Regions from separate parts of the Canis lupus genome. Here region 1 is linked to region 2. A link is a contact called in public Hi-C data. All regions are on one chromosome and are shown on one strand. The core of a region is the stretch at or near the end of the contact, and the rest is flanking DNA. Distances in the headings are between cores, read along the strand shown. Region 1 holds the start of LOC119875920 (zinc finger protein 160-like). Region 2 holds the start of PPP2R1A (serine/threonine-protein phosphatase 2A 65 kDa regulatory subunit A alpha isoform).

What was found. A called contact is a pair of places that touch in the nucleus more often than the background predicts.
Region 1: a contact with region 2 is called in a Hi-C map of blood, with 2.0 times the contacts expected there. The contact joins the promoter of LOC119875920 here to the promoter of PPP2R1A in region 2. A contact is called at or near these places in 2 of 9 Hi-C or Micro-C datasets (both in blood).

The regions. Positions count from the first base shown.
Region 1 is chr1:105,789,626-105,792,325 of UU_Cfam_GSD_1.0, reverse strand. It overlaps LOC119875920 (zinc finger protein 160-like), which reads left to right and starts at 1,337. Exons shown (of 15, transcript XM_038525537.1): 1 at 1,337-1,510.
Region 2 is chr1:105,635,489-105,638,188 of UU_Cfam_GSD_1.0, reverse strand. PPP2R1A (serine/threonine-protein phosphatase 2A 65 kDa regulatory subunit A alpha isoform) reads left to right here and starts at 1,297. Exons shown (of 15, transcript XM_038527958.1): 1 at 1,297-1,479. The coding sequence starts at 1,402. It also overlaps the pseudogene LOC119870930 and the pseudogene LOC111098979.

The DNA.
Region 1 (2,700 bases), core at 88-2,587, 150 kb before region 2:
TCCCGCGTCAGGCTCCCTGCATGGAGCCTGCTTCTCCCTCTGCCTGTCTCTGCCTCTCTCTACGTCTCTCATGCATAAATAAAAGTCTTTAAAAAATTCGATTTGCCAACATAAAGTATAACACCCAGTGCTCATCCCATCAAGTAGGTTTTTTTTTCCGTTTTAATTACAAAGGCCAAAATGGCTAATATGAAGAAAAAATTTTAGGGACGCCTGGGCGGCTGCCTTCCACTCAGGTCGTGATCCCGGGGTACGGGATTGAGTCCTGCACTGGGCTCTTGCCAAAAGCCTGCTTCTCTCTCTGCCTGTCTCTGCCTCTCTGTCTCTCATGAATAAATAAATATTTAAAAAATAAAAAAAAAATTTACTAACTTGCAATTAGAATTTCCAGGTCAAAGAGAACGAAAAATTTAAATTGACTCAGGTTGTCTTCTCAAAAGGGAGTAACTACTTAAGTCCTCTATTACTAAACCTCCCCGCGCCTAAATAATAAAAATTTAAAGTGTGCTCGCTTTTAAAAATTTGGGTAAATATGCAGAGTATAATTACATTATCTCAGGCAGCCCAGGTGGCTCAGCGGTTTAGCGCCTCCTTCAGCCCAGGGCCTGATCCTGTAGTCCTGGGATCGAGTCCCATGTCAGGCTCCCTGCATGGAGTCTGCCTCTCTATCTCTCTGGGTCTCTCATGAATAAAATCTTTAAAAAATAATTACATTATCCCGTAATTTCATATTCTCCAATAACCCACAGTCATCATTTATTTTTGGAAGAAAAACACACTTGTGCCCTTCACTTCATCCCTTCCCCGTAGAGGTAGGAGCTCTTTCCGGGGGATTAGCATCTCTTTAGGAAGTTCCACTCTATCGGCTTCGCCTCTTCAGTGGCGGTCTTCCTTCTACACGACAAGGGTCTTATACACTCCACACACAACCGCCCTCTCCCTAAACCTAAGACGTTAAGCAGCCGTTGCCCGCCCTGTGACGTCTCAGCTTCCACAGAAGTCGGCCGCGGCCTGAAGCCCTCCCAGCCGTACGGACACCTGCCATCCTCTAAGATGGCCGCGCCCTCGGTGCTCCAGCCTTAACGCCTGCGCTGGGCAGGGCACAAAGGGCGCCGCCATCTTTCTTCCCTCGGCCGATAAACGTGCCTCGTGGCTTTGATAGACACCAACTTCTGAAGTCTTACCCAGTTAGCATAGCTTTATTGGTCATCCCTCGCAGCGAGGAGGTAAAAACACTAGCGGGGCCAGTAATGATTTCGATTTCGCTACAAAGCCGCTATAGCCCCCACCTTCAGAAACGCCGGCGTGGGCGTGGCCTCTACGTCATAGAGCAGGGCCCGCCATCCGAGTTCCAAAATCCCGCAGCGCGCCAAGGGCCTCGCGGGATTCGCTGGTCTCGGTGGATCCGAGTTCCTAGGTGCTGCGAGGAAGCGCATCCGGACAGGAAGTGGCTATGGACGTTGGGGGCTTTTCGTCGCTGCGTTCAGCCTCTGTGGAGGTTCGGGTTCAGGTGAGTCAGGTTCCGGGCTTGGTTCTCGGCCTGTGGGGTCCGTGAAACGGGAGCGTGTGTGAAGGACCGCAGTTGGGATTTTATTTGGATTCAATCATTAAGGAATCCGGGGAGCGTGATGGGGCCTTTGGGAGTCAGTGATGAAAAGTCTGAAGACATCGCGACTGAGAGGCCCACTTTGTTAGGGTTTGAAGTCCACGTGGGTCGCTCTGCCCCTGGGACTTGGTGGTTGAGAAGTGGGGTGGAAAGTATATGCGTGAATTTGCCCAGCTTCCGTGTGTTAGAGGAGCCTAGGTTGGAGATGTCCCTATTGGTTTCTTCAGCCTGTTGTGGGTATGGCACTTTTAATACAGGACTCACCCTAAGAGGCTCCTGGTGGGCGCTCTCCGTGTTCGAGGAGATCCAGGGCCCCTGGAGAATCGGAGGGTTCAGGCTTAAGCCTTGAATGCTGGAAACAGACCTGAGGCTGCATTTTCTCCAGTTAATCCAAACCCAATTCTCTCCTTCAAGTCCATCATTACGGACCTTCCTGAAAACTTTGTCTCCCAACATCTCTCTTCGCACTGTCCCCACAAAATCAAGTGTGTTCTGAGTGAGCTAGTGACACAATGACTCTTTTTTTTTTTTTTTTTTAAGATTTTATTTACTTATTCATGGGAGACAGAGAAAGAGAGAGGCAGAGACACAGGCAGAGGGAGATGGAGGCTCCTCGCAGGGATCACGCCCTGAGCCGAAGGCGAACGTCCAACTGCTGAGCCACCCAGGCGTCCGGACATATTTACTCTTAAAAGATGTAGCTTTTGTTCTTCTTGCCTCAAATTAACTATAGTCATGGATATTTTCTTTTAGGGTCATTCTAAGTAAAAGCATCTCCTCTACCCTATATTCTGTTCCATAGTGAGAACCTTTCCCCCCACCCCTCACATTTAGGAGCATCTGTATATCTGTATAAGTATAAGGAAAATTGATTGTATCATGTCCTTTCATATCCTCAACGTATTTGCATAGAAGATGATACTTATACAGTTTTAATCATTGCAGTAATACCAACACAGGTTGGTGAGCCATTGCCATGGTGTCTGAATCAAAAAAATTTTTTAAAGATTTTATTTATTCATGAGAAACACAGGGAAGAGGCAAAGACATAGGCAGAGGAGGGGAGCCTGATAAGGGACTTGATCCCAGGACCC
Region 2 (2,700 bases), core at 48-2,547:
AGCCCTGGGAAGTACATTGACAAGTCCTTGAAACAGGGGGAGTGATGTTCCTCTACAGACTCAACTGCCTTGGTGTTCATACTTTGCTAAGGGCAAAAGGCAAGATTAGCCAGACACCCAGGATCCTGTAAGTCTACTTTAACATATAAAAATTCCTTTAGAAATTCCCTTTATCTCTAAACCCCCAAGATACATATTGGCAATCATCCCACAAGCACGTGGCTCACCAATATACATTTGAAGGGTCTCATGACTCAGGTTTTATTAGACGGTAATAAGTGACCTTTTCTCAACAATAGCTAGCCCCCTCAAGGTCCTGGAAACCTTGCTTCCAAAATTCCTTAGAGTATGCTATCCTCAAACCCCTCCCAACCCCCAGGTATATAATCAGCCACCCCTCACAGGCCTAGGGCAGCAGCTCTTCCTGTCCACGGGTCCTGTCCCCGTGCTTTACTAAAACCACCATTTTGCACTAAAGACGTTTCAAGAATTCTTGGTGGTCGGTTCTAGACCTCACCTATAATTCCAAAACTTCATCAGTGGTAGTGGTAGTCGTATGTGGTTCTGAGGGCTGGACGGCAGTGAACGGGAGACATTTATGCAGAGATCTGCTCTCCAAGGAAAGGGATGTTTTGGACAAATGCTGTTTGACGTGAAAAAGCATGATGTACTGCGAGGGCTCTAATTTTTCAGGGCCACTGAAGTGTAAAACGAGAAGTGGAAGATGCGCCTAAGTACGGTTTAGGAACCAGATTCACAAGGGCCTTGACTATCAGCCTGAAGGGCTTGAGTTTCATCGAGAGAGTAAGGCAAGTCACCAACCTTCGGGGGGCCTCCGCATAATAAGGCAAAAACCTAAGGCTCATTCCCATCTCCTCCCTCACAGAGTTGCCGGCAGTACGTCCACCAGGAACCAGGACCACTGCCTCACAAGCCAAAACTTGCAGACTGTCCGGGTCCTCACATGACGTCACGCACTCCAAGCGACGCATGCACAGAAGCTTTGTGCTGGACCGGCCAGAGGGCAGTCTTTGCTTCCTCTGAATCCCTCCATTTATTGGTTAGGTACAACTGCTCGTCTCCCTCGTCGTTAGCGGCGACGTAGGCGGGTACAATCTTGGTCGCTAAGATACCGCGTACTTCCGTTTCCTTCCCCTCTCTGCTATACTGAGACCGCCGACTTCGTCCCTTCAACCAATGGCAAATGGGCAGTGGGCGGGGCTTCACTTATCCGGACCAACGAAATGCGGGCGTCGCGCGGCCAATGACCGTGGGGCAGCCCCTGTAAAGTGGCTCAGGCGACCCCACGCTCGTCTTCCGTCCTCTGCCCAGCCCTACCCTTCCTGCCCCGGTTTCAGCACGGCGCCGGCTGCAGTCTGACAGGAACGGGACGGAACCAAGATGGCGGCCGCCGACGGCGACGATTCGCTCTACCCCATCGCAGTGTTGATAGACGAGCTTCGCAACGAGGATGTTCAGGTCCGGAGGCTACGGGGGTCTTGGGGAATTACAGGAAGAGGTAATGGGGGCACGGACGGCCCTCGCGGAGAAGGCTCAGTGTTCGCTAGGAGTGGCGGAAGGGGGAGGCGGCCAATCAGCGTCCGGCTTTCACGTTTCCATGTCCCTGGACTGGATGAGAGGGCGCCCGGGATTGGGTGTTGGCCCACTGGAGGGCGGGAGGCAGGCCAGCCTGGAGGCGCCCGGGCCTGCCAAGTGCGCGCGGCGGCCCGGGTCCTGGGAAGCTGCGACTGGGGAGGGGGTCAGGCCACTGGGTGGGGCGGAGGGAAGGGCTCGGTGATTGGCGGCGGCCCCAGAATGGCCTCTTGGGGATGGGGCGCGCGGCCTATTCCGAGTGGGGGAGGGGCCCCCGGTGTGTGGGGGCTCGGGTACGTTTTCTCCTTACTGTGTTCTGGCGGCTGGGCCTCAGCGCCTTGGGGTAAACTCTCGGAATGGGGCTTGAGCGGTGACGGCTGCCCTTCCAATTCCTGCTCTCCCTCCCTTTTCAGTTTTGGTGTAGAATCCACGAGGGGAGGTGCGGCGAGAACACCCCATTCCCACGAGAGCAACTGGCCAAATTTAAGCACGGATTTCGAGATAGAGATTCTCCCGCCTTCTGGGGCCCTGCCGGGCTGCGGTGGGCAGTTGACTAAACAGCCTAGCACATTTCTGGTGAAGGGCTGAGAAGACTGAGGACTCCACGGTTTGCCCACCCCGGCCCTACCTCCCACCCGCCGTGTGACCTTGTGCAAATTACTTCATCGCTCTGGGCCTGTTTTCTCTGCAATGTAGGCTAATAATAGTTCCGGCCTCCCTGGGTGGTTGTGATGGCCTGGACGAGTTAATACTGCAAGTAAAATAGAACGGTGCCTAATTGTTATAAGGGTCCAATAAATGTTAGCTGCAATTATTGGGAGTAGTAATGGAAGAGGTCCCATTCCTTTATAGGAGCTTCCATTTTTCTGTTTATGAAATTGAGCGGATTGCATTAGGCCCAGCCTCTGAAGTTCGAGGTAGATCACTGATTCTGGAGTCAGACAGGCTGCTGCTGTACTTCTTGCTAATTGACATGGGCAAGTTTGTTAATCCTCTTGGCCCTGGCTTTCCTCTTCTCTCAGATGGAGGTAATTATCTGGTTCATAGGGCTCTTGTATGAATTCATTTGTTCAATAAACACCTGCCCCATGTCAGTTATGGTGATAA